3 separate regions of the Sus scrofa genome follow, and all the other regions are linked to region 1. The links are chromatin contacts, called in public HiChIP or PLAC-seq maps. All regions are on one chromosome and are shown on one strand. The core of a region is the stretch at or near the end of the contact, and the rest is flanking DNA. Distances in the headings are between cores, read along the strand shown. Region 1 has its middle 15 kb from the start of MDM2. Region 2 has its middle 71 kb from the start of MDM1. Region 3 has its middle 110 kb from the start of CPSF6.

Region 1 (3,046 bases), core at 358-2,857:
GAGTTGCTGTGGCCGTAGGGTAGGTCAGCAGCAGCAGCTCCAATTCAACCCCTAGCCTGGGAACTTCCATGTACAATGGTGTGGCCCTAAAAAGACCAAAAAAAAAAAAAAAAAAATCCATTTAACTTCCCATTACACAACTATTTTAATCAGCTAGAAAAACTCGCGTTTATAGAAAAAGGAATTCACTTTACCTTATATTGCAATGATCGCTGGGGTCTTATCTGTTTGTGTTAATATTCCTGAGTCAAAGCAGAAGTGTTGTTCACTGCTTTAACTGGTGGGTTTAAGGTAGAGGAGTTATGGAAGGAAAACGGGCAGAAAAGGTTAGGAAGAAAATGTCATATGATGGGACATGGAGACACAGAACAAGGATGAGAAAGGACAATGCTGGAGGCCTGCGAGGGCCTGACCTCCTGCCATCATGTGCCCTGCCTGTGCTTGTCCACTTTCTGGTGTGGTTGCCCTGTCTGATGTTTTCGGTTCACACAGCTAAGCAACTGCAGCTCCCTTTATCATTGGAGGAGGAAATGAAAAAGCAAGCATAATTATAAGCTGAGAAGTAATGACTGGAGCCAAAGTGAGAAATCAGCACAGAATATTTTTTTAAAGGGAAAACCCACATGTTGCAACTTGCTAAGTCAACCAGGATTTTAGGGCTCTGACCCTCCGACCCAAGTCATTCCTTCCTTTTAAAGGGTTCCCTCCCTAGTTTTCTAATTGGTCATTGTGTGGTTAATAAACACAGCAGAGCCCTTCAAACTCTCTGCAAAATCTGAGAAAGAATTCCCATTCTAAGAAGCTGCACGTCTGGAATCGAAAATATGGCACAAATGAACCCATCTACAAAGCAAAGACAGACTCAAAGACGTAGAGCACAGACATGTGGTTGCCAAAGGGAAGGCTGTTGGGAGTGGGATGGACTGAGAGTTTGGGGTTAGTAGATGCAAACTATTACATTCAAATAGATAAGCAACAAGATCCTACCGCATAGCACAAGAAACTATATCCAATTTCCTGGCATAGACCATGACGGAAAAGAATATAAAAGATGTTTATACATGTACAACCGAGTCACTTTGCTGTATAGCAGAAATTGGCACAACATTGTAAATCAACTGTACTTTAATAATTGTAAAAATGAAGCAGCATTTCTGAATGTTGAAGTGTGAATCAGTTAACTACTTATTGTTTTTCTATCTCAGGATATTCTCTATTTAAGGGAATTCGCTGAACTAATAAAGCTTTTAAGAGGCGTTGGTTTTAAGACGGCAGAAGAGGAAGTTTCTGTACATATGTTTAAGGTTTAGACAGGCAACTGCAGCAATGGCTCCCTCTAACGACCAGAAAATGCTACAGTCATTCTACGGTTTTTTGGTTTCGTTTTTGTTTTTTCAAGCTTGGGAGCTGTCATTTAAAAATCGTGGTCAGGCTGTTTTCCATCTCTCATCACCTTACATAAAGTATCCTCATCACTTTTAAGTTACTTAGAAACAAATATAAACACATCACATAAAAACAGGAAGAAACATTAAGAGAGTACTTTTTAAAAGTAAATTATTGACTTTTTTTTCTCGGCCACACTCACAGCATAAGGAAGTTCCTGGGCCAGGGGACGAATCTGAGCTGCAGCTGTGATATGCCTCAGCTGCAGCAACACCAGATCCTTAATCCACTTCACCACAACGGGAACTCCAGTAATTGCCTCTACTAAAAAGTAGGGCTGGGGTGGGGGAATTGGGGTAATGTTGGTCAAAGGGTAAAAACTTGAAGTTAGAAGATGATTAAGTTCTGGAGAAGGCACAGCATTTGTGAGTATAGTTAATACTGCATTACAGGAGTTCCCGTTGTGGCGCAGTGGTTAATGAATCCGACTAGGAACCATGAGGTTGCAGGTTCGATCCCTGCCCTTGCTCAGTGGGTTGATGATCCGGCGTTGCCATGAGCTGTGGTGTGGGTTGCAGACGCGGCTCAGATCCCGCGTTGCTGTGGCTCTGGCGTAGGCCGGTGGCTACAGCTCCGATTCAACCCCTAGCCTGGGAACCTCCATATGCCGCGGGAGTGGCCCAAGAAATAGCAGCAATAACAACAACAACAACAACAAAAAAGACAAAAGACAAAAAAAAAAAAAAAAAAGAAAAAAGAAAAAAAACAACCAAAGCACTGGAGTTCCTGCTGTGGTGCAGGTTAAGTATCCTGCATTGCCCAGAGCTGTGGTGTAGGTCTCAGCGGTGAACTTGATTTGCTCCCTGGCCCGGGAACTTCCATAGGTCACAGGTGCAGCCAAAAAAAAAAAAAAAAAAAAAAAAGGGGGGGAAGAAAAAAGACAAAACAAAACAAAAACCTGAAACAAAAAACCAAGGTAAGGCCAGTGAGTATCTATTTAACAGAATATTGTCAACCTTAAAAACAAGAATCCAGTTCAAGTGGCAAAGCATTTACTTGGGATCAAAGAAGAGAATTTGGGGTACACAGATTTTGGTAGAATTCCAAATAGAGTCCAGATTGCAGAGAAGGGCTTAGGGGTTTTATGGAAGAAAGGAAGAAGAGGTTATCAGTTTTTTGTTGCTGTGTTTTGTTTTGTTTTTCTTCCTGTTATTGAGCTAAGTCATTTTTGAAGATGAATTTATTGGTGCAAGATAAGGAAAAGTTACTGGTCACTAGGTTAAGGTTCACTGAAAGTTCCTTTCAATAGAATATTCTAGTTTCACGGCTGACTTGGATTGTTGGTGGTTTTCAGAAGTCAGAAAACGGCCTGCAAGGCAGCTCCTCTGGAATAGCTGCTTCGGCTCTATTTTAAATGTCCCCTCTCATGTCATCTTCCAGAATATCATCTCACTTGAGTTATAAGTTTCTGTATCCGTGGATGTTTAAAAACGTTTATTTGGAGTCCCTGTTGTGGCTCAGCATGTTAAGAACCCAACTAGTATCCATGAGGATGTGGGTTTGATCCCTGGCCCCACTCAGTGGGTTAAAGATCCAGCGATGCCAAAAGTTTCGGCATAGATCACAGATGCAGCTCAGATCTGGTGTTGCTGTGGCTGTG
Region 2 (3,046 bases), core at 184-2,683, 350 kb after region 1:
TCAATCATCTGGGTAGATAATATGTGTGTGTGTGTGTGTGTGTGTGTGTGTGTGTGTGTGTGTGTGTGTGTGTGACAAACCCTTCTGTTTGCTCATCCAAAGGCCATTCCCCACCTTGTTTCTAGCTAAGAGAACCCTGATTTTCAGGTATCAGTTGCTCAGTATGCTTCAGAGGAGTCATCATAACCCTACATTTGTCAATCTTTGGTTGAAATATGGGCACACGACACAATCAGGCCAAGCAGATGGGAGTGGGGAGATCTTCTGTAAGGTTTCTTTTCTCTTCAGTAAAGATATTTTGGGAGTTTCCATTGCGGCACAGTGGAAATGAATCTGACTAGTATCCATGAGAATGCAGGTTTGATCCCTGGCCTCGCTCAGTGCGTTAAGGATCCTGCATTGCCGTGAGCTGTGGTGTAGGTCGCAGACAAGGCTTGGATCCCATGTTGCTGTGGCTGTGGCTGTGGAATAGGCCATCAGCTGTAGCTCTGAGTCGACCTTTAGCCTGGGAATCTCCATATGCTGTGGGTATGGCCCTAAAAAGCAAAAAAAAGAAAGAAAGAAAGAAAAGATATTTTGCTGAATTAGACCATTTTTGTCTCTAGATTTTTTTTTTTTTTTTGGTCTTTTTTGCCATTTCTTGGGCTGCTCCAGCGGCATATGGAGGTTCCCAGGCTAGGGGTCCAATTAGAGCTGTAGTCGCCAGCCTATGATCGGAGCCACGTCTGCAACCTACACCACAGCTCATGGCAACGCGGGATCCTTAACCCACTGAGTGAGGCCAGGGATCGAACCCGCAACCTCATGGTTCCTAGTTGGATTCGTTAACCACTGAGCTACGATGGGAACTCCTGTCTCTAGATATTATTGTGTGAGGATATGATGCAATGTTAACCTGCATTAATTCACTCTCCAAAAACAAATGGCCCTGATTTGTGGCATTTGCCTATTTTCATTTCCGTGGTATAAATTCTCTCACAATGGCTTATTTTAAGCTACCAAGAGCTCAACAACTGGCTGGCAAATTTAGCAAGTGGCTCTGAGGAGCCTGAGGTTGCTGATTCCAGCCCACCACTGACTGCTCAGAGCTACAATGCCCATCTTGTGAAAAGAGCATGCAACATGGTGGGGATGGCTGAGCAGAAGAGAGATTCTGGGTCCTTAAGCCATGACACCTTGAGCCATGGAATTAGCCAGGCCTGGAATCTTCCCATCTTGGGACTTCTTGTTACATAAGTTAATAAATGTGCTTATTGTACAAAGCAGGTTAAGTTGGTGTTTGTCTGTGGTAAATCTGGGCTTGTCCTGGCTGGTACAGATGTCCATGGGGTCCCATCTAGTGGAGGGAGGGGAGCACAGCAGGGACAATAGTGAGCACTAGATCGTGGAAACACTTGTCCAGTCAGTAGTTAGGTAGAGGCGAGTAGTAGAGGGTCATGGGGAGGGCTGTCCGGGTTGAAACATGATGCTGGCTGGTTGCTGAGAGGAACAGGATGGTGGCTAGGGGCCAGCTTCTGTCAGTGTCCTTGCCAAAGAGGCTGAAGTTCAGGGCAATGCTCCAGGGAGAACAAGCATTGGAATGGGAGTCAGGAAGCCAGGCAGAAGCCCAGGCCTGGGAAGGGCTGCCCTGCCAGGTGCTTCACAGCATTGCGCTGTAAAGTGGCAAGAAAAGGGAAGCTTGGAGGAAGGGAAAAGCATAGAGAGAGACAGAAGTACAATTCCAGAGTTCTAGACTACTCATTCATCAATGGGGTGGGGAAATGTCCTGCAAGGCAGTCAGAATTCACTCAAATGCTGACCAGCTAGGATGGAAGGTTAAGGGTTTTCAGTAACTGCCATGGATCAGGCTGAGAAAGCAGAAGGAACCAGAATTTTCTCCAAAGCTGCCTCAGCACATGTGCTTGGTGATATTAAAGAAATGCAACTTACATTCCTTCCTAGGCCTTTGAAAGGGGCATCACTCCTCCCTCTGCCCCACCCCTATTGTTACAGTCTCTGGGGTCCTGAAATTCACTGCTGAGACTGATGTTTGGCCTTCCTCCCTTGCGTGGGGAAATCCGTTTGCCTGCCTGTGACAGCAATTTCATTGCTCTTATGAAATTCCCCTCACTTACAATGCAATGTCTCCTGTTACTCATTTACTCCTTTTCTTTATTTTCTTTCCTTGTCCATCTGATAACCTATCCACAGGCCCATTCTTCCTCAGCCTAGTCTCATTCATTGAATATCTACTTAGGAAAGTCTTTTATAATTGAATTGTATGGAGGAAGTAAGTTCAGAAAGAATGAAAGCTGATGTGTCAACATTGTTCTCTGGGGATTTTCAGAACATTACTTTCCTCTCTGATTTAGCTGGGAGGCCAAAGGGCAGAAAATTTGGCTTCCTTTGCAAAACTCTGCTACTGCTGGAAGTCATGGTTAGTAATCTTAATTTTACTCAATGAGGTGAGTTCTCTGACAATATCATTAGTAGGGAGTAATTAAGGATGGAATCAAACAGGAGAAGAAACCTTCGAGGGTGAAGTTCTCTCAAGTTCATACTCCTTTCCTACATGTGTAGTGAAGTCTGGCTTGTTTAAAGAGCTCCTCCTCCCAATTAAATGAGATGCTTCAGAGTGAATAAAGGAATGCTCTTCTGCAGTGGAAAAGCCCATCATAAACAAAGTCAAAAGACAATTATAAGAGGGGGAAATATTTGGAACTCATTTCATAGACAATGACTAATTTTCTTTATATGTAAAAAGCTCCTACAAATCAATAAAAAAGACTAATAGCCAAAGCAAAAAATGTGCAAACATAGTCCATAAAATAGGGGATACAAATCTGGATACAAATCTTCCTTAGATTAAAAGAGAGACAGCTGCATAATAAGAGAAGTAGAAATCAAATTTATACAGATACTCATTTTTCATGTATTAGATTAGTACTTCTTGCAGGGAACCAGGTAACTGACAGAGCAGGGGTTAGCAAACTATACCAGGTATGTTGCTAATGGTAGGCGATGCTACTTAAGAGCTGGAACGGTAGAGAGGGATTACTACATACAT
Region 3 (3,046 bases), core at 346-2,845, 330 kb before region 1:
AGTTGACAAGGTGCTGGCTTCCATTCCCAGGACTGGACGTCACCACAGAGTGGGGGATGAGTTTAATTTCTGAAAGGGGATCAAGCAGAAGTGTGTGTGAAAATTTCTCTGAGTGGAACTCGAAGGGTTTCTCCTCTCTGTTTTGATGGCCTTGCGTTTGCCCCTCCCCGCATCCCTCCATGCCTTCTTGCTCATTTCCTTTTTTTTTTTTATTACTCAAATGAACTTATCACATCTGTAGTTGTATAATGATCATAACAATCTGATTTCATAGGATTTCCATCCCACAGCCCAAGCATATCCCCCCACCTCCCAAACTCTCTCCTCTGGAGACCATAAGTTTTTCAATGTCTGTGAGTCAGCCTCTGCTTTGCAAAGAAGTTCAGTCTGTCCTTTTTTCAGATTCCACATGTCAGTGAAAGCATTTGATGTTGATGTCTCATTGTATGGCTGAGTTCACTTTTGCTCATTTCCTTTGTGTCCTTCCTTTGAGACCCCCTTTCTACCTTCAGGCTGAACTTGGTACCCATTCCCTCCCATCGGTTGTCTTCCTGACATCCTTTCCTGAGGCATCCCTTTTCTTGGAAGAGAGCTAGACCAGAGCACCTCACACACCGCAACCTCTTTTCCTTCCTCTCCTCTATCCTGCCTCCTTTTCAGTTTGACTAAACAAAATGCCGAGATTTTTGAGAGCCATCTTCATTGACACCTTCATGTATTGAAATCAAGACACGTTTTGTTAGAAACACACAATCTGTTTTTCATTTTTACCAAAATGCACTGGTGAAATTGGTTAGATGAACTTTGCTGCATGCCTTTTGGTTTAAGGAGTATTTAATTGTTTGCTTATTTATTTATATTGAAGTCTAGTTGATTTACAATATGGGTAGTTTTAGGTATACAGCAAAGTGATTCAGTTTTATATATATTCAGATTATTTTTCATTATAGGTTGTTACAAGGTATTGAAAATAGTTCTCTGCGCTGTATAGTAAATCCTTGTTGCTTATCTATTTTATATATTGTAGTTTGTATCTGTTAATCCCATACACCTATTTTATTCCTTCTCCCTCCCTTTCCCCTTTGGTAATCATAGATTTGTTTTCTATGTCTGTGAGTCTGTCTCTGTTTTGTATGTATATTTATTTGCATGATTTTTTAGGTTCCACATGTAAATGATATTATATAATATTTGTCTTTGTCTGACTTCACTAAGTTTAATATTCCCTAGGTTCATCCATGTTGTGGCAAATGGCAATATTTCATTCTTTTTATGACTGTGTAATATTCCATTATATATGCATACCATATGACATATCTTCTTAAGCTAATTGTCTGTTGATGAGCACTTTGATTGCTTCTATATCTTGGCTGTTGTACATAGTGCTGCTATGAACATTGAGGGGGTATGTACCTTTTTGAATTATAAAGTTTCTGTTTTTCCAGACTGCTGGATCATACGGTAGCTCTATTTTTAGTATTTTAAGGAAGCTCCATTCTGTTTCTATAGTAGCCACACCAATATACATTCCCACCAACAATGTAGGAGGGGTCCCCTTTTCCCCACATGGATCATATGGTAGCTCTATTTTTAGCATTTTAAGGAAGCTCCATTCTGTTTCTATGGTAGCCACACCAATATACATTCCCACCAACAATGTAGGAGGGTTCCCTTTTTCCCCACATCCTCTAAGGAGTGTTTTTATGTCAGTTCTTTACTACTGGAAGATTGCCATGTCTTTGACTTTTTTTTTTTAATTTGGAAATTTCAAACAAATACAAAAGTATGATAAACTCCCATGTACCTATCACCCAACTTGAACAGTTATCCATAATTTGTCAATCTTGTTTTATTTATCCACCACACACATTCCTCTTCAGTGTTTTAAAGCAAATTCCAGATACCGTTTCATTTCCTTGTCCATATTTCAATGTATTCAGTGAACTTTAACATTCACAAAGAAACCCAAAGCTAGAAGGTTTAAAAAAAAATCAGTAAAAGTTTTCATCAAGCTGTCCATTTTTATTGGGAAATTTGTTTAGAAATGTAAAGAGCTGATTTATTTATAGGATAACCAAGCTCAATTGTGTTTCATAGGATTCCAGAGCCTCAGAGATAGGAATTCTGGATAAAAGGCATTTATTTTTCAGCTAGCATTTATTCTTTGTTTCCCAGATATATCCACTTACCACATGTTCCTACCCTTCTTGAGACGCATGGATGGGAACCACAAAGTGACACTTCACATAATGAGTGAGAGGGAAGATGGCCATCACACATTGTACTCTGTGGTTTACAACCAGTAGGGCAACCTCTTTAGTAGTCTAAAATATCTTGGTTTGGAAAATGTCAAGCTCACCCAATGCCAAATGGTTATTTGATGTCATAGCATTCAGATAAACTGGAGACAATGGGAGGCACCATGCATCAGTAGGTCAGAACCAAAGAATAATGATGGTAGCTTTTCTGTCGATTGTATTCTCATTCTTAAGCTCTTTGGTGCTTCCTTTTCCAGTTGAGTTGAACTGTGTTATTAAGCAGGCCTGGGGTCCCAGGATGAAAGCCTGGTTAGCTTAGATTCTTCTGGGTTTTATGAAGAGGGCCAGAGAGGTGTCAAAGTTTTCTATTGGAGAAAATGTTTTACTCCGTGTGAATCCTCTCCTCCTGGGATGACTTCGTGAGCTGGAGGCTGGGAAGCTGGCCATTGGCTTGCTCAGTATAGTTCTTCCTTTGAGGGCAGGGTTATTACAGGATGACCCATCTTCATAATAAGTCTCAAGCCAATGGGAGAGGGTTGCGGTTTCAGCTTACGATGTGTGACAATGGCTGCTCTCCATTTGCCTTCATGGTAGGGGTTTAAAAAGGCAATCATCTGAGGGTTTGTCTCAAAATTGTGTTTGTCTAGTACTTTGTGTAACATCTGGGAAGTGTCAGCTGTTCATATCAGAGACTGGGGCCACTGATAAGTTACTGGGGCGGGGGGGGTCCAAGGGATGCTGCTGCCGCTTCCTGTCTACACGTGAGTGGAATCTCATCATCTCTTCTT

What was found. HiChIP or PLAC-seq counts read pairs in DNA pulled down with a chosen protein or histone mark.
Region 2: an H3K27ac HiChIP or PLAC-seq map of alveolar macrophages shows a contact between it and region 1. The contact joins two enhancer-like sites. A contact is called at or near these places in 1 of 47 Hi-C or Micro-C datasets (embryonic fibroblasts) and 1 of 2 datasets of contacts at active chromatin or transcription factors (alveolar macrophages).
Region 3: a contact with region 1 is called in an H3K27ac HiChIP or PLAC-seq map of alveolar macrophages. The contact joins two enhancer-like sites. A contact is called at or near these places in 2 of 47 Hi-C or Micro-C datasets (embryonic fibroblasts and subcutaneous adipose tissue) and 1 of 2 datasets of contacts at active chromatin or transcription factors (alveolar macrophages).

Annotation. Positions count from the first base shown.
Region 1 is chr5:33,089,427-33,092,472 of Sscrofa11.1, reverse strand. No RefSeq gene overlaps it. Among named protein-coding and RNA genes, the nearest start is that of MDM2, 15 kb to the left of the region's middle. Within about 2 kb of position 1,607, at least 34 of the 83 cell types and tissues checked have an H3K27ac peak or open chromatin away from gene starts, as enhancers often do. A contact at or near this core is called in alveolar macrophages, where this site is marked.
Region 2 is chr5:32,742,863-32,745,908 of Sscrofa11.1, reverse strand. No RefSeq gene overlaps it. Among named protein-coding and RNA genes, the nearest start is that of MDM1, 71 kb to the right of the region's middle. Within about 2 kb of position 1,433, at least 30 of the 83 cell types and tissues checked have an H3K27ac peak or open chromatin away from gene starts, as enhancers often do. A contact at or near this core is called in alveolar macrophages, where this site is marked.
Region 3 is chr5:33,415,365-33,418,410 of Sscrofa11.1, reverse strand. No RefSeq gene overlaps it. Among named protein-coding and RNA genes, the nearest start is that of CPSF6, 110 kb to the left of the region's middle. Within about 2 kb of position 1,595, at least 1 of the 83 cell types and tissues checked has an H3K27ac peak or open chromatin away from gene starts, as enhancers often do. A contact at or near this core is called in alveolar macrophages, where this site is marked.